7 separate regions of the Mus musculus genome follow, and all the other regions are linked to region 1. The links are chromatin contacts, called in public HiCAR-type, HiChIP or PLAC-seq, Micro-C and promoter capture Hi-C maps. All regions are on one chromosome and are shown on one strand. The core of a region is the stretch at or near the end of the contact, and the rest is flanking DNA. Distances in the headings are between cores, read along the strand shown.

The links. Promoter capture Hi-C pulls out the DNA fragments that hold promoters and counts their contacts. Hi-C and Micro-C count contacts between places; a contact is called where the count stands out from the background. HiCAR-type assays count read pairs that join an accessible place to other places. HiChIP or PLAC-seq counts read pairs in DNA pulled down with a chosen protein or histone mark.
Region 2: an H3K4me3 HiChIP or PLAC-seq map of pro-B cells shows a contact between it and region 1, with 4 times the contacts expected there. The contact joins the promoter of Ppm1a here to the promoter of Daam1 in region 1. A contact is called at or near these places in 6 of 39 promoter capture datasets (cranial neural crest, hematopoietic stem and progenitor cells, hippocampal neurons and 3 more), 4 of 484 Hi-C or Micro-C datasets (B cells, CD8 T cells, Sertoli cells and 1 more), 5 of 115 datasets of contacts at active chromatin or transcription factors (cardiomyocytes, large pre-B cells, microglia and 2 more) and 2 of 9 other capture datasets (adipose tissue and liver).
Region 3: a HiCAR-type map of astrocytes shows a contact between it and region 1, with 2.3 times the contacts expected there. The contact joins the promoter of Psma3 here to the promoter of Daam1 in region 1. A contact is called at or near these places in 2 of 115 datasets of contacts at active chromatin or transcription factors (astrocytes and bone marrow-derived macrophages).
Region 4: an H3K4me3 HiChIP or PLAC-seq map of pro-B cells shows a contact between it and region 1, with 4 times the contacts expected there. The contact joins the promoter of Dhrs7 here to the promoter of Daam1 in region 1. A contact is called at or near these places in 5 of 39 promoter capture datasets (embryonic stem cells, hippocampal neurons, neutrophils and 2 more), 1 of 484 Hi-C or Micro-C datasets (cardiomyocytes), 4 of 115 datasets of contacts at active chromatin or transcription factors (bone marrow-derived macrophages, large pre-B cells, memory CD8 T cells and 1 more) and 2 of 9 other capture datasets (adipose tissue and liver).
Region 5: a Micro-C map of embryonic stem cells shows a contact between it and region 1, with 9 times the contacts expected there. The contact joins the promoter of 3110056K07Rik here to the promoter of Daam1 in region 1. A contact is called at or near these places in 1 of 39 promoter capture datasets (liver), 1 of 484 Hi-C or Micro-C datasets (embryonic stem cells) and 1 of 115 datasets of contacts at active chromatin or transcription factors (bone marrow-derived macrophages).
Region 6: a contact with region 1 is called in a promoter capture Hi-C map of embryonic stem cells, with 2.2 times the contacts expected there. The contact joins the promoter of Tomm20l here to the promoter of Daam1 in region 1. A contact is called at or near these places in 2 of 39 promoter capture datasets (embryonic stem cells and hippocampal neurons).
Region 7: a contact with region 1 is called in a promoter capture Hi-C map of pre-B cells, with 2.8 times the contacts expected there. The contact joins the promoter of Pcnx4 here to the promoter of Daam1 in region 1. A contact is called at or near these places in 3 of 39 promoter capture datasets (the 3T3-L1 cell line, neural stem cells and pre-B cells), 7 of 484 Hi-C or Micro-C datasets (CD4 T cells, CD8 T cells, embryonic stem cells and 4 more), 4 of 115 datasets of contacts at active chromatin or transcription factors (embryonic stem cells, microglia, pancreatic cancer cells and 1 more) and 1 of 9 other capture datasets (liver).

Annotation. Positions count from the first base shown.
Region 1 is chr12:71,829,430-71,833,231 of GRCm38.p6, forward strand. Daam1 (dishevelled associated activator of morphogenesis 1) reads left to right here and starts at 1,639. Exons shown (of 26, transcript NM_026102.3): 1 at 1,639-1,902.
Region 2 is chr12:72,758,997-72,762,798 of GRCm38.p6, forward strand. It overlaps Ppm1a (protein phosphatase 1A, magnesium dependent, alpha isoform), which reads left to right and starts at 2,215. Exons shown (of 6, transcript NM_008910.3): 1 at 2,215-2,635.
Region 3 is chr12:70,972,875-70,976,676 of GRCm38.p6, forward strand. Psma3 (proteasome subunit alpha 3) reads left to right here and starts at 1,749. Exons shown (of 11, transcript NM_011184.5): 1 at 1,749-1,893. The coding sequence starts at 1,873.
Region 4 is chr12:72,662,727-72,666,528 of GRCm38.p6, forward strand. It overlaps Dhrs7 (dehydrogenase/reductase (SDR family) member 7), which reads right to left and starts at 2,102. Exons shown (of 7, transcript NM_025522.5): 1 at 1,903-2,102. The coding sequence starts at 2,035.
Region 5 is chr12:71,013,801-71,017,602 of GRCm38.p6, forward strand. It overlaps 3110056K07Rik (RIKEN cDNA 3110056K07 gene), which reads right to left and starts at 2,023. Exons shown (of 4, transcript NR_045055.1): 1 at 1,707-2,023; 2 at 656-707. Arid4a (AT rich interactive domain 4A (RBP1-like)) reads left to right here and starts at 2,167. Exons shown (of 24, transcript NM_001081195.1): 1 at 2,167-2,361; 2 at 3,291-3,348. The coding sequence starts at 3,343.
Region 6 is chr12:71,109,295-71,113,096 of GRCm38.p6, forward strand. It overlaps Tomm20l (translocase of outer mitochondrial membrane 20-like), which reads left to right and starts at 2,134. Exons shown (of 5, transcript NM_029227.1): 1 at 2,134-2,286; 2 at 2,412-2,455. The coding sequence starts at 2,151. It overlaps Gm32906 (a long non-coding RNA gene), which reads right to left. Exons shown (of 3, transcript XR_381662.3): 2 at 3,784-3,802; 3 at 1,457-2,399.
Region 7 is chr12:72,534,598-72,538,399 of GRCm38.p6, forward strand. It overlaps Pcnx4 (pecanex homolog 4), which reads left to right and starts at 1,760. Exons shown (of 11, transcript NM_026327.3): 1 at 1,760-1,942.

The DNA.
Region 1 (3,802 bases), core at 389-2,888:
TTCAGATATTTGAAATAGAATAGATCAGAAGAGCAACAAAGTTATATCCTGCTTCTGTGGAGACAAACGGTTCTGCTCTGTACAGAATAGGCTTGTCAAAAGACGATCAGAATCCAACAGCAACCTCCTCTTTCACACACACAAAAAAAAAAAAAACCCAAAAATCAAACAAACAAACAAACAAACAAACAAAAAAACCCATCATTTTCCCTCTCCTCTGAGATGCTCCTCTAGTTCCAAGAACGTATTTCACTTGAGCCTTAGTGTTTGAAGCAGAAAAGGGAAGATAAGTAGTGATGTGATATTCCACCAGCAATTAGGTGAAGAGTAGTTGGAAATTTTAATTGTCAGTCTTCATTTCCTGAGAAGCAAAATCTTAATTTTGCTGGTGGAAGAGGGCGTGTGAGCTGATCACAGCAGTGCCATTGAGAGTGGAATGAATACAGCCCCCCCCACCCCCAAACACACACACACACACTTGGACATTTGTTCCCTCTATTTAAGTTTCTCACCTTTGGTGTTATTGAATGAGATCATGAAACCGAAAACTTTTATGTATTAAAACCAAAATCTTCCAGAAGGGTCAGAATTTCACTTCACACCCTTTGCTAACACTTGAATACACATAAAAGTGTCTGAAGATCGGGGGCAATCCTTGAAGGGTACTGTTTGCTTAAAGGTCTTAAAATTTTTATATTTTTGAAAGGAAATGTGCGGGGAACAAGGGTGGAGGGAGTGTTGTGGATTTTAAAATTTTATATATGAGTAATTAACTAAAACTTTGAGATATGCATGTTATCTTCGGAGGAGCTGAGAGCCACCAGAGCGGGAAGTCCCTAAAGGGATGAACAAAAGCATGGCTGTTCGATAGTTTTATCTCCACAGCAGCAGGCTTTCAGACGCAGGATTGTGGTGACTGTCTCTGTCTTCTATTACACAGCATTTTCATTAGTGACAGCCGCCGGTTTTTCTCAGGTTAGCCAACTAAGTTGTCCCCAGCTTTCTTCTTGACCACTCGACTCGGTCTTGGTTTAAAAGGGAAAAAAGGAAAGAGAGGAGGAAGGTGAACTAACCCAAAGTGTGGTTCAAGGAGATTCCTTTTTTTCCGCGGCTGGCGTTGTTTGATCCTTGGGGATGTGAGGAAATACTGATTCAGTATTCAACCCAGAACCCCTGGAGTCCTATGAATTAGTGGTTTTGAGCAGGGAAGGAAGAGAAAGGCTTTTATGGACCCTTCCCAGATGGGGGCAGGAGAGCCCAACCGAACAGAAGTGCCTGGCGGGTGTGCGCGAGTTCAGGACGCCCCTTGGTCCTGCAGCCTACCCGCTGGCAGGATCAGAGGTCAAGTCAAAGGGCACGGCCGCTGGGTGCCTCGCCCTCTTCCCCAAACATTATGCCCCTAGGCTTCTGACTGACCACCACTGGTTCTGCTAAACTGGAGGGCGGGGAGGGGGCGGGTCTGGGGGGCGGGGAGGGGGCTGGCACAGAGGGACAGAGATGCACCTCGGTAAATGTAGTTCCTGAGCGTGAGGATGGAGAGACTGTTTCGGCTCTGTCTGTAGGACTAGGACTACAACATCCAGAATCCTAAAGGCGAGTCAAAGCGTCCATGCGCAGTGGGTGCCACCTTGTGTCCTATCAGAGGAGACGAGGGTGATGTCACCTGCGAGTTGGTAACCTACGAGCGGCTGTGAAGGGAACTGTTTAACCGGATCCCATTGTACCGGGAGCGCAGAGCGGCCTTTCCAGCATGCAGCGGCTGCTCAGGTGAGGGGACTCCTCGGCTCGCCCGCCGCACTCATTCATTAGCGGCACCGCACCGTGGCGCGGGGTGGGCGTGCTGGTTCTTCGCGCTGTCGCGGCGCGCCCTCCTGCTGCTTCCCGGAGCTCCGGGGCCAGTAGGTAAATATTAAACTCGTCCTTCAGGTTGGGTTTGGGTGGGAACAGGACCGAGACAGCTACGAGCTGCCAATCTAGGCTTTGGAAAATGGCTGCAGCACGGCTCGGAGCGAGGCGAGCCTGAAGGAAGGCATCCCCGAGGATGGGGTCCCTCCCTTCTTTCTTTCCGAGGCGCTCGGTGGCCGTGGAGCCGGCCGGGTACATCTCTCTTCTTCCCGGCCACAGGCTCCCCGGGGCCAGGGCTGAGGGAGCTGCGGCAGCGGGCGGCGCTCCTGGGCCGCTGGCTCTGTAAGATCCGTGGGCATGGCCGTGACCGCGATTCCCCTACCATTCCTATCACCTTCGGGTCAAGTCATACTCAAAACGGAGGGGCTGACTAATCCAGGCAGTCTCCGAGTTTACTGTGTGCAGAGAGAAGAAGGAAACCTGGCATTGCGGAGGCCGCGAGCCGGCGGCTAGCTGCGGCGCGGGGAGGCTGCGTCTCCGGGGGACTGGATGGGGTTCCCCGCGTCCTGCTTCGAGGGGCGTATCGCAGTCTTGGCTCTGCCAAATGGAGCCCTGCAAAGGGCACCTGGGCGTGGGCTAAACGCTCTCCTTAGAACCATGGTGGTGATGGGGTGGTGGATAACCTAATGATAAGGTTCGCTGTGGGGGCAGGAGGGCTGGATAATCGGGTTTATCTAACTGGTGCCCAAACCAGCTGTTTGGGATTGGCTTGTCTTCTGACTAGAGAGGAGAGCAGGGCGAGGCGAGGCCGGGCCCGACCCGACCGGACCCGGCCCGGCTGGACAACTCGAAAGTCTTCTGGCTTTTCTTTTCCCTTTTTGCGTCAGCTCCATTCGTTCATTTACTCACATTCATCAAACCCTTCTACGGTCCTTTGCACGTTGCTTACAATCAAGGTTTGGGACGTTCTGTCCCCTCCCCATAAAATGTTTTACTGTGCTCAGAAATAGATTCCTCCTCTCAGTCTCTCTCCTCCACCGTCAATGTTGGGAGAGCATCCAGAGCAAATGCTGCCCGTGACCGTTTTGCCCCCATTGAATTGGTAGTTTCTTGAGATTTGAGCCGGACCTAGTGAATTGAAGCATAGTTTGCCTGCAAGACGAATCCGGTTGCCATGGCGACTTCTGCCTTTGGAATCTTAACAGCTCGCACTGCTGTTTCAATTCGTTGTGGCTCTGCGGGCAGCTGGGAGGGTGTGGTCGGGGGGGTGTGGTCAAATGTTTGCCCTGGGCCCAGCTGCTCCCTCTTCCTCACCCTCCTAGCAGCTCTGGGACTCCCCCATATTCTTTCCTACATAGCTTGGACACCATATTTTTGGACCTGTCCCCTCCCATGTGCCTATACATCATCTCAAAGCGAATTGTCTGGGGCTTTTGTTCTAAGGTAAACTAAATTTGGAAGATGTTTTTCCTCCAACGAGTGAACTGTATCTTTCCATCATTATCATAGTTAATAGTGCTGGAGGCAATTTACTTAACAAGGTCACTCTTCCCAGGCCTACACAGCTCCCTGGTCAGCAATTACCTGAAGTACCATTACCTGTAAATGACAGAGCAATTAATAATTGAAGTTGAGGTATGGAGAACAGAGACATTGCAATTTTTATGAAATCTAAACTCCAGCTGAAGATCCTTAAAGTGGAACTCTGGAGGCTGAAAACAGGAGCCCTAGGTCCTGTGCCAGCATTTTATGTGATGTCCTGCTGTGGGCTAACAGTTACCTCTGGGAGCACCTGTCATCTCATTGATAATGTAGACAGGGGAGTTCAGAGAATTCCTAACGTTGGTTTTAGGTTTAAAGTTTTGAGACTTGGAAAATGACTCCTCCTCCAAATAACACAAGGCTTAAATTCAGCTCTGACATTGTAGCATTCAACTTGTGTTGCTGGCCCCCAAAC
Region 2 (3,802 bases), core at 965-3,464, 930 kb after region 1:
CCACAAGTTTCCTCATTCACACTACAAATGGTGTCCAGAGACACAACTGACTGGCTGTCTGTGATATACTGACTGGTCAGACTCCTGGAAAAAGAAATCTCATCATTATATTTTATATATTACATACTATATCAAATTGTATTTTTTCTTACCTCTTCTGTTACTCAAGTTTTCTTACAAAGATAGGACAGAGAGACTACAGGAATGTAAACCTAAAAACCCAGACAAAAACCTCCCAATTTCCTATCATGTGTACTGCCACAGATGACTCAGCTCTTCAACGAGAAAATGTATTGTTTAAGAGCACTGTAGACAGGTGTGGTGGTAGGGATGTGGAAGCAGGAGGACCAGTTAAAGTAATCCTCAGTTTCACAAGAGTCAGCCTGGGAAAGCCAAGACTCTGTACACACACAGACAGACACACAGACACACAGAGCACTAAATGGTGGCTGTCACAACATGACTTTTGTATGCCCATCGTGCAGTAACTTGTTTTAAGTATTAATAGTAGTACTAAGAATTGAGTCAGGTATGGTGGCACATGCTTGTACTATCAGCAATCCAGAGGCAGTCTGGGAGGATCCTTGTATGTTTGAGGCCAGCAAGCACTACATAGAGACCTTGTCTCAAAAACAAAACAAGCACATAACAAAAACCCTAACCAGGGCTGAGGACAGAGCTTAATGGTTGAGGACTTGACATGGTTTTAATCCTCAGCATCCCCACTTAACAAAACCTAAACAACATATTGTATATAATAATAAAACAGCATTTCATTAAAAGATTTCGCACCTAATTTCATTTATTTCTGCACTTGTATAGAAAAGAATTAAGAACTGTATAGTGAATTTTATTTTTACTTTATATACCTGGAGGTGCTACAAATTCATCGTATTCCCAAAATACTGAGTGATTTGGAGGGTCAGTGAAGATAGTGTCTGCTGGGAATTGGCAGTCTCACATGTGGTCCTGCCATTGATGTCAGGTGTAAAAGTGAAGAAAAGGGAATCATCTTCCATAAGTCGTGGTGAAAATATCAGAAATGGTTACCACAACATCCAAAATAGAGAAATAGTTTGCGGGATGACAGCCGGCAAAAGCAGGTTGTATTTGATCTAAGAGTCAAGACAATGGAGTGGTTTATAAGAGACACGAAGTAGCGGGGTGGCAAACTGCAGTAAGCACCAGAGAAAAGGGGAAGGCCTTACTGAAATTAATCTTGTTACTGGTCTGAACTCAATTTGGCTAATAGTTTTAGTATTTTTTTTTTTAAAGCATTAGCCTATTTCAGCGGAATATATGCTTTTTCTTTGTATTATATCAGAATCTCTCTTAAACTTCTATTCCTGCGAATTTGGTTGTAAGGGTTAAGCTGGTGACTGAAAAGCTGGGAAGGCACACCCAACCAATGGGAACTCATACTGGTGATGTACTGCTTTCCAGCTCTGATTCATTGGCTGCCTAGGGTTTGTCATTCTATCCCGGCGTCGGCAAGCAGCGTGGGTCGGGTTTTCTGTGGTCGAGCTAGCTAAACTGGATTTTGGCCGCCTGCACGTGCAGTTACCTTTTGCTCATCTCTAGCTCTCCGTGAAAGCAGCTGTCACGTTTCTGATTATCCTCTAGATTTTGAAAAACCCTCGGTTCCATTAGCCCCACTGGAGGTCTTTGGAGGTGCCCGTTGAGCCCGAATCACGTGACCCCGTAACGTGCACATAAATACAATTCGGAATCCCTGCAGGGACTCGGGGACAACCCGCGAGAAGCTCTAGCTAGGCACGTGTCCCAAGGCGTGAACGGTTTGCACACGCACGTCTGCGGTATGGCCGCGGCACTCGTGTGCGCCTCGTGGGGTCGAAGGGGCAGGCTGAGTCCCCTGTGCCGGGCGCTAACCGAGACTGCACCTGGAGACCGGCGTCCGTAGGCAGGTGTAAGAGTCGGGTGCGGACGACGACGACAGCCGGGTTTGGAGAGGCCCTCTGCGCCCTAGCGCGAAGGCCGCGCGCCTGGCTCGCACCCAGGACGTCCACGCTCCCTAGGGATCGGCCCGCGGCAGCGACCTGAGGAGCAGCGCAGGGCAGTGACGTCACCGCCGCCCCTCCCCCGCCCAAGCCGCAGTTCCGGCCCTCCCACATCCGGGTCTCTCCAGCCCATGGGCCGCGCCGCAGCTGCAGGGCCGGGGGTGGGGGAAACGGCGGCGCGGGGCGGGGCGGGGCCGGGCGAGGGGCAGCGGTGTCGAGAGCGCGCGTGCGCGGGGCCGCGCTAGAGGCGGCGGCGGTGGCGGCGCTAGGGGCGGGAGCGCGCGCAGGAGCTAGAACGCCGTGGTCTCCGCGCCGGCCGGGTCCGCAGCTCGGGATCGGGTGGCTGGGGCGGGGGGAGGGGGGCCCAGGCAGGTGGGGCGGAAAGCGATGAGTCCTCGGCGCCTCCTCCGCCTCCCGCGGGCCCCGCTCTCTGCCTCCCGCTCCGACGCCCGGATGATCTGAGCCGCGAGGGCTCCGAGAGCCGGGGGCCCGGACCCAGCCCGGCTCCTCCCCTCCTCCGCCCGGGCCCGGCCGCCGTCGCGGGACCCCGTGCCCGGCCGCCGTCGCCACCGCCGCCCCGGCCGACCGAGGGACCCGCCCGCCCGCGGCTGCTCCGGGTAAGCGCGGCGCGAGGGCGAGGAAGAGGGCGAGGGCGGGCGGGCGGAGGGCCTGTGCGGCGGCGGCCAGGCCTGGGGCCTGTAAACAAGCCGGGCGTCTGCCCGGGCGATCCCGGGAGGAGACGCGACAACTCCACCCCCTGGGCGGCCTCCTCCCCGAGCCCGCGCCGGGTGGCGAGGGGTTAACACGCGGCGGGGGCGGAGGCGGGGTGTGTGCGGCGGCTGGGAGGGGGCGCGACCCTCGGCCGGGCGGGGCGGACACTGGCGGCCGCGGAACTTTCGGGGAGCCTGCAGCGGGGTCTCCCCTTGAAGCAGATCAGCCCGTGAGTTCACTGGATTTGGAGACTCACCCGCTGGGTTGAAAGTGAGGCCCCCAACTCAGTAGTGATGCCTCCATTTCATTCATTATTCCGGCTTGGAGCAAACCCATTGAAGTAAACTACAGGTTTTGCATCATTTTGGCCTGATATATTGGAGGAAAGTTCTTTATGTTAGAGTTTAGTTTAGGCTTGGCTCCCTTCTGCTTGTAGGTTGTAAACACACTCGGATCCCCTTCTTGAAAGACAGCTGGCTGTGGAGAGCCTTCTGCCAACTGGAGTTTTAGATCTTTTGCAAATTTCATCATCCAAAGTGTTTTTCTCTTTTCTCAAACACTACACGATACTTAGAAATCCACAAAGGTCAGAGTCTAAGCAATCTACGATGCCGCCCCCACCCCAAGTTTCCTGATAGTTGGAATAATGCTCCTGGTATATTTTTAACCGCGCGGTTAGAGTATAAGGAGATTGGCATTGTTTGAGAAGAATAAATGATTTTGACGTTACGAAAATGAGTAGTTTTCCACGGTTCAGAGAAAAAAACAAAAACAATCTTTTTAAACCCTGGCTTTCAGATTTCAAACATGACTACTACTGGATGGAGGAGAAGCCTGCTGAAGAATCATAGAACTTAAATGATTGTTTTCTGGGCCTTAGGATTTTAGGGTTTCTGAGGGCTCACTACATAGTGCTTGGTTCTCACCTCCCTTTAACCTTTTCTGTATTCTGGGCCTTTGCCAAAGATTATTTCTGTAGTTACAGATGAGGAAACTAAGGACCAGAAAGATAGTGAGCACACACCCACATACTTATCTTCAATACCGCCTTTATTGCCTTAATGTCTGCTTGA
Region 3 (3,802 bases), core at 499-2,998, 860 kb before region 1:
AAACGCTGAGGTTGATGGCATGGCTCAAGGGTTAAGAGCAAAGAAACTCACAGCCACTTGTAACTCCAGTTCCAGGAGATTCAAAGTCACCCTCTGTTCTCTGTGGTCACCTGTTCTCACGTGCACACTTCCTCCCCTCAAACATGTAAAAATAATAAAAATACTACTACTAAGCAACCCTTTTTCCACACTCGGAGGGAGGCTGAAACACAACGAATGAAATGTGTGCTGTTGGTTTTTCTTTTCTTTTTCCTTTTTTTTCTTATGAAAGACATTACCTAGGCTTGGAGTGATAAACCAGGGTTGTAATTCCATCTTTAGGTAGAGGCTGAAAGATTAGGAGTTCAGTGCCATCTTTGGCCAGCCTAAGATACTTGAGACTGCTTCAACAAAACAACGAACCAAAATAAAGTTGATTGATAGTGGGTTTTTAAAAATGTGTTTTTATTGATGTTTGTTTTGTTTTCTTTTTAGACAGGGCTCTTATATTGCAAGCTGGCCTCCCGTCCCTGCCTTCTGCATCACCCTGCTGGAAAATATTTTCTAGCTATATAAAATAAAAGTCTCCAGATATTTATTTATTTTGTTTTTTTGAGACAGGGTTTTTCTGTATAGCCCTGGCTGTCCTGGAACTCACTTTGTAGACCAGATTGACCTCGAACTCAGAAATCCGCCTGCCTCTGCCTCCCGAGTACTGGGATTAAAGGCGTGTGCCACCACGCTCGGCTCAGATATATTTTTTTAAATAAAAATATTTCTAACGTTGTATTTACAATTGGGATTTAAAATCCACCCACCACTAGGTCAGGTTCCATGCCCACTCCTTTGATTTATCTGTTGCCCTCCCTCCACTTAATACTTAAGATCATAACCTGATAGTTGTTAGAATGAGCCGAGCAACTGGAGTCCCCCAAGCCACCTTAGCCTTTCCTAACGCTAAGTCTCATAATCTTCCTAGTAGGAATGAAGATATTCTAAAGAAGCTCTTGTGCTCCTCTTTTTGATAAGACTCCAAGAAACTGGAACTTCTCCAGGAATTACATGCTGGGTGAAAGAAGGCTGAAGCCTGCCTGGTTCCAGCCAGAGGGACAGCTTTCTCTCACACATAGATTTCACACCACCTTGCAGGAGAGGCTAAAGTTGAAACCATGATGGAAAAGGTATCACACCTTGACCGAGGCTGCTTAGTTATGCACAGCAGTTGAACCAAACGTCATGTTCGGACTCTGATGATGAACTTGGTCGGAGGATGGGGGGGTCAATTGCCTCCTTTTGTTCCTTTTCCTTTTTTTTTTTTTTTTTTTTTTTTTTTTTTGGTGTTTTTGAGACAGGGTTTCTCTGTGTAGTCCTGGCTGTCCTGGAACTCACTTTGTAGACCAGGCTGGCCTCGAACTCAGAAATCCGCCTGCCTCTGCCTCCCGAGTGCTGGGATTAAAGGCATGCGCCACCACGCCCGGCTTTGTTCCTTTTCCTAAGGTGGGTTTTTCCTTCCCCGACTTTTAAGAATTCCTGTCTGTGTGGGCTACAGAGGACAGGTGCCCAAGCCTGTCCTCCTTAGGATTATTAGCTACTTAGGACTATTAGGAACTAGGCTCTGACCTTAGCTCTTCCAATACCAGTTTCAGTTGACACAGTAGCAACTTCTCCAGGGAACCGCCTCTATGGTTTCTGCGCACGCGCGCTCTCTGCTTTTTTTTTTTTTTTTTTTTCCCCCTACAGTTTTCGTCCCAGCCCACGGAACAAGCCGCAAGAGGAAAGGCTATTGGTGGAGAGCGCAGCCAATGGGCGAGCCTGTTACTAGCCTGCGCCGTGTGCGGCGTAGGAGCGGCGCTTGAGGCCTGGAAGCGTTCCGCGGCCTGCCGGGTCAGCACCATGAGCTCCATCGGCACTGGGGTGAGTCTCTCCGCGCCGTCTCTTCCAGTTCGGGGTTGAAGGCAGTGAGGAAGCCCGGCTGCGGCTCGGAGGGCCGCTGGATCCCCGGCGCTGCCCGAGTCCTGGGGACCCGCGGCCTCTGTCTCGGTGACCCCGGCTCCCGCGGCGGTTCGGGCCGGTCCTGTCCGCCCCCGTGCAGCGACAGCCCCGGGTGCTGAGTCACTTTAGTCTCATGCTTAAGGAAACTGAAAGTGGAGACTCGCGGGCCTGCCGCAGTGCGAGCTCCCCGGCTCGACCCTCGAACGGCCCCTTGCAAGCCCCTGCTGGTCGCAATGCCTCGGCCGGATCGCCGAGTGCGTCGTGCGGCCGCCGCCGGCCCATGCAGGTGCTGCGGAGCTGTGTGCTGCGGTGCTGCTGACTCACAGGCCTGCCCGGGCTTCCCGGACGGAACCTAGTTAGTGGACGTTCCCTGGAAACGGGACACCACCTAGAAGAAAGGCTGGATCTCATGAGTCCTTGCCTTTCCTTTGCGTTCTGCTTTTCGCGAACAAGCTATTTTAAGCGAGTCTGTAAGCATTTAAAGGGTTATCTATGGGCCTAAGCGCCTCCGATTTGTAAGGAGTATTGAGGATTTGCGAGCTGGACTTTAATTTGTTGGGGCTAAATACACCCAGTGTGTGCAGCGATTTACCCCACCTTTCCTTTGTCTCCATATAGAACTACTTAACAGTCTCGATTATTTGCAGTAGAGGTAATGAATGAATAATGCGTTTCTTGGTTATCCTTGTTTCCCCCATTATTTTGATGCTCACCAAGTGTGGTGCACCCCTTTAATCCTAGCACTTGGGAGGTAGAGGTAGGAGGATCTCTGAGTTCGAGGCCAGCCTGGTCTACTTAATGAGTTCCAGGACAGCCAGGACTATGTAAAGAGACCCTGTCTTTAAAACAAAACACGCGCGCGCGCACACACACACACACACACACACACACAAACAAAATAAGATTTGCTGCTCAGAATTAAACTCGCATACTGTGTTCTTATGCTTAGAATTAAGTGGTTACAAGATATTAATACTATGTAATACTTTTGGGATAAGTGCTCAATAATATGTCTCAGCAAATTGGCTTTGCAGTTGTAGTAATGTTATCCTCTGTCAGTGGTCAATCCATGTGGAATATTTTAATATGAAAGTAACCCTGAGTTTTAGGAAGTTTCACGGTTGAAGGCTTGTTTTCTGGCTGTCTTCTAAGAATTGTAAATACCAGTATTTGTCAGTCATTTTGGGCCATTTGGTTTTCTTTTTTTTAACCCCTACTGCTGGGCAGTTGGGAAGGCCAGCCGAGGGCCTCAAGAGCTAGTAGGCAAGCACTGAGCCCCAAATCCTATATTCAATTAAAGAAAATAGTGAGTGTGTGTGTGTGTGTGTGTGTGTTTGTAGGGGGTGGGGTTGAGATAGAGCCATACTGGCCTAGAACTCTGCATCTTTCTGTGTCAGCCTCATGAGTGCTGGGACCCATCCGTATTGCTTAGATATGCAGCAAGAAAGGATTATTATTTAATTTTGAATTCTGTATGGACAATCTTCCGTTGTCTTCAGCTTAATGAACATTTCAATTCTGGTTGTTCAAATGAAAGTCCATTAGTTGTCTTTTTTTTTATTTTATTTTACACCAAGAGCTGTCCATTAACAAATCTGTGTGTTTTTTACACAGCATCATTTATGCCTAGGGATTAAACTACAGTGTTTGTGCTGCCAGACAAGCTCCACTCCTAGATCCATGGTTCTGTCTGACATTTAATGGTGCTCCTAAAAGCTTGTTTCCTTTCCTTTTGTGTGGTCAGAGCCACCATTGTTTGGAATATCTGAGCTCCACACCCACACTTGTCTACATTTGTTTTAGCCCAAAGCCAGAGTGAATTTTTTAAAAA
Region 4 (3,802 bases), core at 852-3,351, 830 kb after region 1:
CACCCTCCCTACGTCCTGTCTTCTCTATACCCATGGAAGGAGTTACAGAGACAAAGTTCAGAGCTGAGACGGAAGGAAGGACCATCCAGAGATTGCCCCACACGGGAATCCATCCCATATACAACCACCAAACCCAGACACTACAGCATATGCCAGAAAGATTTTGCTGACAGGACCCTGATATAGCTCTCTCTTGTGAGGCTATGCCAGTGCCTGGCAAATACATAAGTGGATGCTCACAGTCAGCTATTGGATGGAACACAGGGCCCCTAATGAAGGAGCTAGAGAAAGTACTCAAGGAGCTGAAGGGGTCTGCAACCCTATAGGTAGAACAACAATATAAACTAATCAGTACCCCCCCCCCAGAGCTGTGTCTCTAGCTACATAGGTAGCAGAGGATGGCCTAGTTGGCCAGCAATAGGAGGAGAGGCCCTTGGTCTTGCGAAGATCATATGCCCCAGTGCAGGGGAATGCCAGGGCCAGGAAGCAGGAGAGTGGGTGAGTTGGGTGGGGAGCAGGGCGGAGGGAGGGTATAGGGGACTTTGGGGATAGCATTTGAAATGTAAATGAAGAATATATGTAATAAAAAAATTACACCGCAAAAAAAAGACTAAACACACCTACATTTCAGACATAATTAATGTGTTAATAACTTTTATACAGTCACATAATTTATAAACTGAGTTTAACTCAATCTTCCATTTAAATAAATGAGGCCAAACACAAACAACATCCACAGGCTGCTATTGACCGTGAGCTTACAGATACATCCATCTGTCTCAATGGTGCTCAGTGGAGAGTTACAGTTAAAAGATGTATGGGGTATTTAGGATTCTTGCCCTCAACACTGACAGTCTCCGAGTCACAGCCATGCCCTCTCCTGTTTTGCAGCGCTGAATCCACAAGCACACTGTGCAGTTGCATTTGTCAGTACTGCAACTGTTTGAGCCAAGGCAATGCAGCTTCAGAGAAAAGACAGCAAGGATGCCTGCCAACATCTGGGAGGGACATAAAATCCAAGATCCAGCTGTCACCTACTCCTGCCCTGCTGACTTTGAATGCAGTACCTTCTGAGCCACCAGCTACTTCAAAGCATTTTTGTTCGGGTGCTTTGTGTATTTTCCACCACGAACAGTGGAATCCCACTTAGTCCTTTAAGGATCAGAAAAGCCTACCTAGGGAGGCTTTGAGTTTCTCTGTCAATGTCTTTAACTGAAAAACAATACGAAGAGTGCCCATGTCATCAGAATTGTTAACGCCAAAGGTCAGAGGCTGTCTGTGGCCTGCTGAACACACTGCCAACGTGACATAACACCCAGCAGCATCTGTGAACTGATATATCGGAGCATGTGAATCATGTATTAAGTGAACATTAAACACCACGCAAGCTGCAGATCGAAGTGGAGCGGGCGAAACGTGCCTTACTGTACACAGAATGATCTCCCTCCTGGCAAAAAGCCAGCTCAGCGCTTTCTATTGCGAAAATTTTAACCAAGTGAGCAGGTGAGTAAGTGATTCAGGCCAAATTTTCTTTGGGTGCTTCCGGGAAAGTAAAAAGTGCAGGATCAAAGAATGTTCCGGCCTCTTAGAAAGCAAGGGACACACTCTGCTCTCCATGGTGCCTTCCCTGAGAGTGTCCGGGGATCCTACGGAAGAAGTCTGTGTCTTGCAGGCATCAGAGAATTGCAGCGCTCTCTTGGGGTTTGACGTTTTCTATCCTAGTCTGGGTAACAAATCAGGGCCATTTTCGAATTAAGACAAGCGACAGAGTGGGTACTGCCTGTTTAGCCCCTGCCTCTTCCTCCCGGACCCTCAGCCCTTGGTCAAGGCTCAGCTTGGCAACAGCTGGGAGGGACCTCGGCCCTGATCTTCCTTAGAGCCCAGGCTGTAGAGGATGCTCACCTGGGCGTCGCCCTTGCCATTCAGCCCACAACAAGGTCAGGTCCGCATCCGCCCGCAAAAAGCGCAAGAGCTGCACAAGGGGCAGGATCAGCGCGCACAGCGCCAGCAGCCACAACAGCAGCTCCCAGCTCATCGCTGTCCCTTGCCTACCCGACTCTGCCGCAAGCGGAAGACAGTCGGCGCCCGCCCTCTACGCGGCGGGTCACAACCCGGGGCTCCGCCTAGCGAGTCCCCGAAGGTGGGGCTCCATCTGTGTCCCGGGCTGCACCACGGCGTCTCTGCGCGTCCCTACTGCGTGCAAGACTGCCGGGGTGTTGCAATAGAAGGCATGGAATCTTGGGAAACTGCTGTTGGGAGAGCAGTCAACAAGATTTGTGAGGGCATGAAGGAGTCTTTAACAGCTGTTTTTAGGACGACTTTTCAGGGCTTTGGTGGTGCCTTGGCGAGAAACAAAACAAAACTTTGATCACTGCCCGCTCCGACCCCGAGGCCCCATCCCCCGCTCCACGCTGGGAATTGTGCCCAGGTCCTTCTTCGCGCTGGGCAAGCTCCCAAAAGCTGAGCCAAACCCTCACTCACTCTTCCTAATCTGTTTTCCTTTCACTTTAAGCTTGTGGACTGAGATAAGCATACCGAAGTAACTCAGCACTTGAACTGGGTTGCCCTCGTGGACTGGCCGCTTATATTTAGAAAAACATTACAAATGATACTCATATTTGGCCAAAAGTTGGCTATCATGGCCCAGAGTAATCAGAACATAAAACTAACTGGGCTAGAAGGCAACTGTTGCTAAGTTCCAGGAGCTAAAAACACTCAGGTTGGTGTCCTCCTGCCACCGTTTGTAAATGATGCCATTATCATTTGACAGCATTTGAATATGGAAAGGCCTCTGTGCACACTAATTGCTCTGTTCTTTCTTCTGTGTTTGTTAGTATTGTTTTTATAAATTGTCACTTTTTTTTTTCCGAGACAGGGTTTCTCTGTTTCTACTTTGTAGACCAGGCTGGCCTCAAACTCAGAAATCCGCCTGCCTCTGCCTCCCAAGTGCTGGGATTAAAGGTGTGCGCCACCACGCCCAGCTGAATTGTCACTTTTTTCATTGCAGTGAGAAAAGGTTTACAAAGGTCTATATTTTGCATCTTTAGAGTGATCTATGCAGGAAATATTTGAACTAGTGTTAATCAGAAATTGCTGTGGTATAGTTCAAGGTGCATGTCAGTTAGCTAAACTTTTGGACTGCCATTTGGAATAATATTGGTCAAGAATTGCTCTAATTGACGTATCACCTGGGCCATGTGAATTTTATTTTTATTTTGTAGCACATTACTTTTGTAATAAGATGTCTTAAAATACCACACAGAGTCTCATGATGAATCTTATCCCAAATGTTTCCCCTTCTGTAAAAGGACAGGACTGCAGTGGATCTAGTGTTCCGATGGGTCACAACCCCAAGCTGTGGGGATGAGGGATCTGAGACTGGGACATTGGGCTTGGGAGACTGGCAGGAAGCTATGATCTCTTCCTGTCCACCCCTAGGGATTAGACCCGGGTGGGTGCTGAGTGTCGAAGTGCCAAGGCAGAGCTTTAGAGTGTTTTTCCGTACTGGAGCTGGAGAGGTGGCTCTGCTGTTAGAGGCACTTGTTGCTCTTGCAGAGAACCTGGGTTCAATTTCCACACCCACATGGCAGCTCACATCTGTTGGTAACTCTTGTCCCAGGGGATCCATTTCCCATCTCTGACCTCCGAGGGCATCAGGCACTCACATGGTGCACAAACATACTTTCAGACAAAACATTCATGCACACAAACAAAAAAAGCTTTACTAACATGACTTTTTTTGCCTTGTTTTGTTTCATTTCAGGCTCTCACCGCGGAGCACTGCTTGTGCTGGGACTCACTA
Region 5 (3,802 bases), core at 773-3,272, 820 kb before region 1:
TTTTTGGTTTTTGTTTTTTTCCAGATAGGGTTTCTCTGTGTAGCCCTGGCTGTTCTGGAACTCACTCTATAGATCAGGCTGGCCTCAAACTCAAAAATTTACCTGCCTTTGCTTCCCAAGTGCTAGAATTAAAGGTGTGCGCCACTACTGCCTGGCTAATTTTCTTAAAAAATAAAACTACAACAGAAAGCCAAAATTCTTCCTGCCTAAATACTCACTAATCAGACCTTTCTCAAGAGACTTTTAAATCAGAGTGGTGAACAAAATCAAGAAAATGTTAAGATTCTGACTTAAGACACTGAGTGTTAAAAAGTCTAAGAATCAAAGCTGGGTGGGCATGGTGTGCTGTGGAGCTGAAGCAGGGACGGCAGTTCAAGGTCATGAGCTTGGACTACCAAAATCCTGTCTCCAAAAACCAGAGTCCAGAAAGGAGGAGCCCAGAATGGGTGAGCTTGAATATTAGGGATGCTTTTTATCTGTGGCTTTCTCTAGGGTATAACATCAGGAAGCTAATTAAACCGACTCATTTGAAAGCTTGAACTAACAAAACATCTTCAACAACCAGTCACGTAGCCTAGTATTTGGCTCTAGTCTACAGAAAATCTCAGCACACACCTGTCCCAAGTCACAAGATTTCAAAAGACACAGGACTCACCTCTGTGATACTTTGGGTTGTCATGGAGGTGTCTGTTGTCTTCAGCACAACTCTAGAAAAACAAACAAAAATCCTCAACTGTTTACTCAACCATTTTCTAGTTTTGTGCATCACCAAAACTAAGCAGATTTTAAAAAGATAGACATGACTTAGTAAAACTACCAAAATACACTTCACAATCTTAACAAATTTTGAAAAAACAAAAACAACAAATATTAACTAGTTGATATGGCGTTAGTTCAGACGTACTCAACTGTGCAATTTACTGGGGTTAACATTTCACATTTTAATTTAGGGCATAAGCTGTTGCCCAATTGTTAAGTTTTGTGTCATTTAACAAGACAATGTGCTGACGACAGAATCCATGTCTATCTGGTCCAGAAAACCCTTTCATCTAAGAAACTGTCGTTCCTTCCTGAAGCATTAATACTTTCTTCGAAAAAATAGTATAGTATTCGCCTCATGCAGTGACAAGAGTCGCTTGTCTAAGGTCATAGTGGCAGCAGCGTCTGTCCTGGCAGGCACATTCCTCAGCATTCCGAAAGCCGGGGCTTCCACGTTTCCTCCAAGCTTCACAGTTGGAGGAAATAACTCTTCTTCCCCACGCAAGACGTTTCTAGAAACCACACCTCCTCCGTCTTTTACCAAGGTGGCTGCCACCTTGGGCCCCTGGTGTCTGCAGACCGCAACCCAGCTTCCGAAATGCAATGTCAAAGGGAGACAGAGCTATGCCGGGAGGAAGGGGGGGGGGTGTCAGTAAAATCCCGCCATCCCGAGTGAAGGGGCGCAAAGGGCCGCTTACTCACCTACACGTGCGCCCCCGACCTCGCCCCCTTCCTCCACGCCCCCCCAGCCACGCTCCGCCGCCGGCGGACAGCGGCTCCCATGGCCGCCCTCGCTTCCGGTGCTCCCAGCGCTGCGCCACCCCCGAGGCCACCCGACACCGGGAGCCTCCGACAGACCTCTCGGACGACTCCGTGACTCCTCCACCCTTCGCTAGGCGTTGTCCTGGAGGGAAGGGTAAGCCGGTGCCACACTGAAATAAACCTACCCGAGAGAGTCCGCGTCCTTCCCTCCAGACACAGAAAATGGGATAGAGCTGCGGGCTGCTGCTGCCGGGACAAAATGGCGCCGGGGAACCGGTTAGGCGCAGGCGCCTGGGGAAGAGCCGGCTCCGCCCCCGTGAAAAACCCTGGCTGCAGTTCTGGATTCCGTTTCCATGGGACACGCCACCGCCCAATCCTCGTGCGGAACTGCTCTTCCTGACCCCTTGTTCTCCAATCAGTGTTCAGTCAAGCACATCCGGAGTCGGCTCCTCCAATCAAATTTTTGGGCTCTCTTACTCAATCCTCTATCCTCCAATAACGTGCGTGTTCGGATACAGCCAATCAGAAGTGGAAGCTATCCTACCTGCTGTTTTCCGCACCAATCATGGAAGTTTCCCAGCTACATCCAATGAGAAAGGCAGACAGCGAGCTCCAATCCGAAGCTATTCGGCGTCATGAGCAGCCAATAGGAGTTCGTGTAGAAGCGAGTCTGCTCAACAGCTTGTTATTTGGTGGATTGTGGCAGTAAATCGGGGCGAGTGGGGGAACCCGGCGCAGGAACTGCCGCTGCGGCCGGGAGCGGTGCTGCCCGGACGGGGACCCACGGCGATCAGTGGGGCGGCAGACTGGAGAGCTGACAGCGCTCTGCACCCGCAGTAGGTAGGTAGTCAGCGGGGGCCGCTGAATGGGCAAAGCGGCGGGAGCAGCTGCTGCCGCGATGGGGTCCCGGTGCAGTTGGGAGCTCCGCAGGCTGAGAGGGGGATGCAGGGCGGGCTGTGCCCGGGGCGCCGGGCAGCGATCGGGTCCTGGAGTCGCGGCGGCAACTGCGGGCACGACCGCCTCCGCCGCCTCCCCGGGAAAATGGCTGTGGGGCTGGCCGCGCCGCTAAGTTTGCTTTGGAGGAGCGGGCTGCCGGGAGAACCGGCCCCCAACTCTGCTGTGCTTCTTTGGCGAGGACCCGCTGCTGGACCGCGGAGATCGGGGTGCCCGCGCCTCTCCGGGCTGTACAAAAAGTTGAGGCGGGCGCGGGAGGAGACGGCCGCTGCGGCGGTGCGGCTCGCTCCCCTCCCACACCCTGTCCTGCCGCCTCCCCGCCCCGCGCCTCCCCCGCCGGGTCCCCCCGCGCCGGCCGCCGCCGCAGGCCGCCGCCCCTGCCCCCCGGGTGAAGGAGCGCTTCTCCTTCCTGACATGGTGCAGAGCGGAGGCAGGAGAGCAATGGCGCCGTGACACTCCGTTGCCGCCGCCGCGGGCCGGGCCGGGGCGGGCCAAGGGGGCCGAGCGGCGGAGGCGGGGCGCGCGCTAGAGTCGGGGCCCGGCGGGGCGCGGACCCGGGAGGCCGGGGCGCAGGGGGCTGCGAGTGGCCGACGAGGCGGGGGCGCGGTGGGCCGGCCGGCCGGGCAGGGGCGGGACGCGCTGCCCTTTGGCGCGCGTGGGGCTCACTGCCCGCCAGGCTTTGGCTGCCCGACGGGGGTCTGTCCCGGGGGCCGCGGAGCTCGGCCCCTCCCCGCCTGCATTTGTTTACTTTCTTTCCGGGTCTCACCCCGCCTTGGACTGATCCTCTGCCTCTCTTTTCCCTGCTTTGGCTCTAGCGCCCGGGAAGAGAACTCGAGGAAGCTGGAACCCCACAGGTCACCAGTCAAGATGAAGGTAAGTGGAGCCAACTCTTCTTCTTAGCCTTGTGCCCCGGACGCTGCCAGTCCGGAGGCTGCAGTTGTGGAATGGCAGCTTTTTGTTACTTAGAATTGATTTCTTTACTAAGAAGCACTTTAAGGAAAATGACATGTGAATGGGTGAGGGGTGTGTGTGTGTGTGTGTGCGTGTTCGAATGTGTGTGTGTGTGTGTGTGTATAAATGCAGGCGGTCCAACACTCTCTAGCAGTTAGCACTTTGAGAAGATCGGTGCAGTCTTTCGATTTTCAAACACTTCAGTGTCAAAAACACCTTTCAAGAAGAAAAGCTTTTGTCCTGCTTTGGTTTTTGCAAGGTTTTTTTGTTTTGCTTTGCTTTTGCTTTCTTTAAAACCTATACTTCCCCCTTTCCACTACCAATGCCATTTTCTAAAAGACATGTTATGTAGCTTGAGTAAGAGAGATAGTTCTGT
Region 6 (3,802 bases), core at 884-3,383, 720 kb before region 1:
AGGGGCTTACCCGCACCAAATTAGCAGGAGTGGTCTCGGCATCTAAGATGAAATCTCCACGTTTACCACAGAGACTTGCCTGAATTTTTTTGACCATTTTCTTCATGATCTGTGGTAATTTTAACTTAAATGACACTGTTTATATCTCATTTCTTTGGTAGTTGTCCATCCTTTCTTTAGCACTGTTCCCTTCCCACCCGAACACATGTCTCAGGCCCCAGTCCTTTCTCTTACCCTAGAGACTCACCCTGGAGATCGTGAAAGGGAAGGACCACAATATACTGTAGGCAGGCTCGTGGTGGTAGAAGTTCCAGCCAGCCTTAACAAGCACCATTTGGAGCTGGCTACATCACTCAATCAAAAGCCAGTCCCCCCAGGGGGACTGGGGAAGTGCCTCAGTAGGTAAAGTACTTTGCTGTGCAAACATGAGGACCTTCCGTTTGGAAGCCCAGATTCACTATGCCTCTCCCTGCCACAGTCAGCAACACAAAAACTGGGACTCCCTCAGATAGAAGGAAGCTGAGCTACAGAGAAGACATGCCTGGAAGTTCAGACCAACTGAGTCACCTGGAAAGGCCACTCCCCCCTGGTGAGCTGCCTGCAGGCTGTGCAGTATGCTCCAGGTCCCCTGCTTTGTGGGCTGTCACCCGTGCTGGAGTGGGCTGTGGGGATGCAGATGTCTCTGAGTCATTCCTGCTCCTTTGGCCCCGAACCCCGACTCCTGTAACTCCAATAAAAACTCACTGGTTCACCAAGTTGGATTTCGGTGGTGTTTGTACTTAGGTCAGTTGTAGGACTTCTACCTGAGGTGAGGAAATGTGTGTGTTGTCTCCCCAGGGAAAATGTTGTCACACAACAGTCCCAGCTACAACAGACCATGACGTTGTCCTGTAATGACAGCCAGTTTTTGTTTTTATAATAAACTTTTGCAAATAGAAGACTTTAGTTATCATAGGAAGAACATGCACTATTCAGGAAAGCAGTGTGTAACTTTCACTACGTCTAAGACCAAGGACAGGGACTTCTTAATCTCACTGGTATTCAGGGCAGATAGGGTGCCTTGCTATGACAATAATGGTAGTTAACAGTGAATTAGTAAGTACAGTTGAATAATGCACAACAAAAACTATTTAAGGACTTTGGAACTGAGGCAGGAGGATGGAGAGTTTCAGGCCACCATGAGCTACATGGACGGTTGAAAATTAAAGCAGACTGGGTGGTGGTGGCGCACGCCTTGAATCCCAGCACTTGGGGAGGCAGAGGCAGGTGGATTTCTGAGTTCCAGGCCAGCCTGGTCTACAGAGTGAGCTCCAGGACAGCCAGGGCTACACAGAGAAACCCTGTCTCAACAAAAACAAGCAAGCAAGCAAACAAACAAAGTAAAGAATTAAAACAGGCCTAGGAGAGATGGCTTGGTGGTTTAGAGCATTTGTTGCTCTTGTAGAGGGCAAGGGTTTACCAGTGTACACATGGTTGTTCACAACTGTCAGTAACTCCAGTTCCAGGGACCAGACACCTTCTTTTGTAGGCATTGAGCATGCCCATCACACATGGATATACACCTACAGGCAAACAGCCATACATGTAAATTACAAACGAATTTAATCCCAGCATCAGTGCTCAGGGAGGCAGAGGCTAGGCCAGCCTGGTTTACAGAGTGAGTTCCAGGACAGCCACTGCTACAGAGAAAACCTGTCTCTGAAAAACAACGACGAAAACAACAAGGTTTAGCTTTGTAATGCCTTTATGATCTTTGAGACAAAATCTGTGTATTCTTTTGTTGTGTTTGCTGAATAAAACAAACATAAAGGGAAAAGCACCGGCAAAATGATTTTGTTTGCTTTTCTTCTATATTATTACTTCCGATTCCTTTCCCTCTCCTGAGTTATGGTGGGTGGAGAACTTGGATTGTGAGTGTTCTGGGGACCTACAGGAGGAGGCTGGCCAGCCTGACCAGGGCTAAGTTGAGATAACGTGGGGCCAATTGAAGTGCAAGGGAAATCCAGGCGACCCAAGGACACTGCATGCCCTGGCCACAGGAAATGGTCTTGTCAGGCTGGAGAAGGCTCAGAATTCCCGAGTCCTGGGTTCGGGACCCGGGGTTTGCTCACGTGTGGCTGGCCCGTGCCCAACGCTCGCAGGGCAACCCAATGCCCAGCGTCCGTCTTGGCGTCGGTCTCCTGGCGGGCTTGGCAGCGGGCGGCGCGGTCGTCCTACTCAGCTACTGCGTCTACCTGGACTGGAGGCGGCACCGAGACCCCGCATTCCGCCGCCGCCTGCAGGACAGTGAGTGCCAGTGCGGTCGGCGGGAGGGAGGGCGGCCAAGCCCGGGCTGGTTCCCAAACCGGTGCCCCGGTCACCCGTGTCCATGCTACCTGGCTTTCCCAGCCAGCTCGTGCCTGTGTTTGCAGAGAGAAGAGCTGGACAGCCCAAGGCCCAGGCGCCCGCCAGGCAGGTGAGGTGCAGCAGACCCGCCAAGGAACCTTCTAGAAGCCCAGGGAGAAGAGGCCTGCCAGTGTGGCACACCTGCTTTATAAAGTTTTAACCTTCTAATTATAAAGGGGAAGGAAAGAAAGGAAAAGTGGGTCTGGTAAGGACACATTATGAAGATCTGGTGGGATGGCTCAGCGGCCAAGAGGGTTGGCTGCTCTTTCAGAGGACTCAGGTTTGATTGCCAGCACCCACAGGGTAGCTCACAACCATCTGTAACTCCAATCCCAAGGGATCTGTCACCCTCTTCTGTCCTCCAGGAAGCGACAGAGATGCACATGGTTGCAGACATACATGCTGGCAAAACACCCATACACATTTAAAAAAAAAGTTTTTCTTATTGTTTATGTTTTGTTTTTAAGTATAAACAGGGCTTGATACTCAGTGTGCAGAATCATCGCTTGGGAGGCTGAGACAGGAGGGAGTTCAAGGTTAGCCTGGGCCAAAGAGAACACTGTTAGAGAGAGAAAGGCATCTGTAAATTACATGTGGTAGGGACGGGCACTCTTTTTTTTTTTTTTAACTTAGAAGAAAGAAGAGAAACTTGGTCCTTCTCATATCCTCACAGGATGCCTAGGCCCCCCAGGCCAACATAGATTATGATTGACTAGTTGGGTTTTGATGGTGATTATTATTTTTTAGACAGAGGAGGAAGATGGCCCATATGTGATGGTCAGAGGACAACTTGTGAGGTCCAGTCACTTCTGTCGCTGGTCCCATGTGTCTAACTCAGGGGGTCAGGTTTGCTGGAAAGTGCTTTTTAACCTGATGAATTAATACTGTCTGTATTAGTCACTTTTAAAAACTGCCTCTTATTCTAGTGTGTATGGATGTTTTCCCAGCCATATGTGGCTATCAATGGTAGCATTTAGGGGTCAGAAGAGAGCATCTGATCGCCTGGGACTGGAGCTAAGAAAGTTGTGAGCTGCGGTACAGATGCCGGGAATTGAACCTTGGTCCTCAGGAAGAGCAACCAGTGTTCCTGACTACCAAGCCACCCTCTTCAGCCCTCTCCCTTATTAGTTATTTTTAAAGAGGATTCGGTCATCTTGGCTATTGGTCCAGCTTTTGTTAACTCACATGAGCCTAAAAGCGCATGAGAACTCTCACCTTCCCATCTTTCAGGTGATCAGCTTGTGCCTACTTAAGGTCCTATTATGTGTGAGACATGTCTGGCGGAGGACAGCAATAGAAGGGAGTAGGCTCCCAAAGCCAGCCAATGTAACAAGAGCCTGGAGAGAGACAGAACCTTTCCAGTGTGGAATTAGCACAGTGGCTACTCAGGTTGCTTACTGTTGGGTTAAGCTTGCTC
Region 7 (3,802 bases), core at 510-3,009, 710 kb after region 1:
TTAAAGACTTATTTATTTTAATTATATGAGCACAATGTAGCTGTCTTCAGACACACCAGAAGAGAGCATCAGATCCCATTACAGTTGTTGTGAGCCACCATGTGGTTGCTGCAGGACCTTTGGAAGAGTAGTCATTGCTCATAACCACTGGGCCATCTCTCCAAACCAACACACAATATTTTAAGGTTAGAAACTTTTATATGTGTTGAGAAGCTCAAAAAGTTGTAATTCTATTTTGAAAGTTGAAGGTAAGATAGATAGTCCAGTAAAGCCGGGCATGGTGGCACATGCCTTTAATCCCAGCACTCAGAAGGCAGAGGCAAGCTGATTTCTGAGTTCAAGGCCAGCCTGGTCTACAAAGTGAATTCCAGGACAGCCAAGGCTATACAGAGAAACCCTGTCTCAGAAGAAAAAAAAAAAAAGTAATCCAGCAAGTGAAGAGAGTCAGCATAGTTATAATATTCTGTGAAGGTTACCTATAAAAAGGCAGTATTCCTTTCATGTAGAATCATTTCAAATAAGAATGGAAAAATACCTGCGAGCCATGCTTAAGGCCTAAGTATTTATGACCTCACACCTTTCTTAAGTATTTGTAAACCTGAAAGTATTTGGGACTCTCCAAACAAGACTATAAACATATTTTTCAAAACACTGTTTTTACTTTATCAGTTGTAATCCGATCCAAATTCAGGAACCTTCTGATATCACTCAACTTCCTTAGCAGAGCTTCCTACATAACCTCAGACATCACCAACACTGTATACGTAACATGCAAAGTGGAAGTCCCCACACTTTGATGTGTCTTACGCTGTCATTGAGCACATCTATCAGTCCCTCTATTTTATATTAAAATCACTTGTAGCCCGGCGTGGTGGCACACGCCTTTAATCCCAGCACGCGGGAGGCAGAGGCAGGCGGATTTCTGAGTTCGAGGTCAACCTGGTCTACAGAGTGAGTTCCAGGATAGCCAGGGCTACACAGAGAAACCCTGTCTCGAAAAACCAAAAAAAAAAAAAAAAAAAAAAAAATCACTTGTAGACTCCAACTCTGCTTCATACAGGCTCGCCCTGGAATTTTTTTCCTGTGGCAAATTCAAGAATCCCAACTTCACTTGAATGGAGATCTCTTGAAAAAAAAAAAATCCAGTTGCTAGGGTGACTATCTACAACCTGTGTCCCTGGGCCCTGGCTCGCTGCCACAGACAGGTTCATTATTTTACATGGATATAGTTTATAATGTGCCCAAAGTACTATAATACTAAGAGCAAAAATATAAATATAACAGGCACATGTTACCATTTAAAAACATTCCCATCCCTGAGGCTGTTTGAATGGCCTTAGTTCTGTAGTCATTAATGGAGGTATCCGAACCCTGGGGGATTGGACTTTTATTGCACTTCTGAGTCACGGGTCTGCCAATCTTGGAAAGCCTAGGCTCCCCAAGAGACAGTCAAGTCATCCAGCTCTCCAGCCTCGAGGTTGCCAAACGATGGACTCGTCACCAAGGCAACCACGTTCCTTCGTCTGGGCGTGGCCCGGGTGAGAGTTCAGAGGTGGTGCTTAGGCCGCTCAAGAACCAGAGCACCAGTGCGGAAGAAGTCTGGGCGTCTCCCACAACACTAGCCCGCCCGGCCCTGCGCGGAGGAAACCCCGCCTACCCTGCGCTGCTGTGCCGCACACATGAATCCGCCTCCGGCAGAACCAGGCGGCAGGGGGCGGGACGAGACGCACAGCCCCGCCTCCGAGCGCGCGTGCGCACTGACCCCTGGGAGGCACGAGCGCAGTTGATCTTAGCCATGGGAACGGGAGCGGTCCTGGAGGCCTCCGGTCAGCTGCTGGCGGGGCCCGCATCCATCCTCGGGCAGGAGTTCCCAACCGACTTCAGCTGGGGAGATGTGGTCCCAGGACGCCCTCGCGTCGCCTCTCCCCTGCGGTGACTCCAGGTATGTCCGTCCCCAACACACCTGAGACTTCGTTGCTGCCTTAGTTTCCACCCCTGGGTACTACTGGGTTCCTTCACCTTTTAATACCTCAAGAAACATCTTTCGCTCTCCATGAAACAGCTTTTAAATGCAATTATTGCTCTTTTTAATGTACTGAGCAAATTGAGTTGATCGAGGTAGTGATCCAGTTTGGCTTTAATGTGACTGAGAATACTTTTGCAGCCCGTGGAGTTACGTTTTATTTCTGAGAGGCCTCTGTGAAATGGAGAATGGCCCTTTGGCCCTGCTGAGGGATGGCCATGTTACTCTAATCAAGTTCATGGCCTATGCCCCTTAGGTAAGATCACTCTTTCTTGGTTTATCTCTGTCTCAAGCCCTCCTGACCAAAATTTGTTCATTCTTGGCCTCCTGGATATGTATAGCGCGTTTCTCAGGTTTCTCTGTCTCTATATAATCCTTTGCGTGTCAAAGACCAGAATTTTTAAAAATGAATCCCATTCGTTATTTATTAGACCTCTGAATTGTATGCTCTCTTATTCTCATGTTCCCCTTATTCATTTTTTCCACTATGGTTCTATTTTTTTTTCATTAAATCCCTGAGTTTAGAGAGAGAGCATTCATATTATTTTATATCTGCTTCCATTCACACCCAATCACCCATAATTTCTCACAGCATCCAGTACAGATATTGCCATTTTAGTGATTTAACTGCCTGGATCCCAGGCTAGCTACAGGTTATGCCTTTCCTACCTTTAGGAAATGCCTATTGGTTATTAACTGCTGTGGAAAATCCCGGGCAGGGGACCTTTGCATCCTCCTCTGTGAGAGCTTTCCTGAGGTACATACAATTCATTTTCTGGAAGTATACAGCTTACTGGTTTTGAGCATCTCAACAGGTTTGCACAATCATCTCTACAAGTTGGTTTCGGAGCAATTTGATTACCTCCAAAAGAAATCTTTTCTATTTAGCTGCTTTTTCTCTCTCCTCCCCAATATTCCTGCTATTAGTTGTAGGCAATCACTAATCTTTAGTCTCAACAAAATTATTTCAGATACTCGATATAAACACAACCTTAAAACATGTGATCTGTGTGCGTGCATCTAGCGAATTTTATGTTGCAGCTTGTATTATTCATTATTGTTTATTAGTATATTAGGCAGATATGCCCTGTATTATTTAGCCATTAGCCATTGGCAAAAAGAGTTTGCCAGTACTAATAATGCCGTGGACATTTTGTATAAATTTTTATGTAGGCATGTTTTCATGGATATAATACCTGGTAATGGAATAGGTATGTCAGAGGCTAATTCCCTTGTTTGGCTCTTTGAGAAACTGACAGATTTTTTTTTTTCCCAAAGCATAGCACCACTCACTGTACATCCCCACTAGATGTATTTGAAGGTTTTACATTAACCTCATCAACACTTGTTCTAGGCTTTCATTTTTATTTTAGCCAATCAGAGAAATTCACACTATCTCATGGTAGGTTTGGCTTGCATTTCCTCATGGCAAGCTTCATTTCCAGCATGGTCTATCACCCAGAAACTGTCAATTCTTATCCTTAGTTTATCTTTTTAAAACCAGGTTGTATTTTCATCATTGAATTGGGAGAATTAATTAATTAGCTAGTTAATTAATTAATATAGCTGAGATGCAGATCTCTAATTGCAGCCTTTTGCCATTCTGCAAATAGCTTCACTTCCCTGATGGCCTGGGCTCTTAACCGCTCTCGTTCAAGAGTGTTAGGTGCCAGTGTCCTCAGGCCAGCTTGGGTATCAGGTTTTACCTTTTATAACTTTTTATATTCCTTTCAAGTCCTCTATTCAAGAATCCTCAGAATTTGCCTGGTGGTTCCTGCC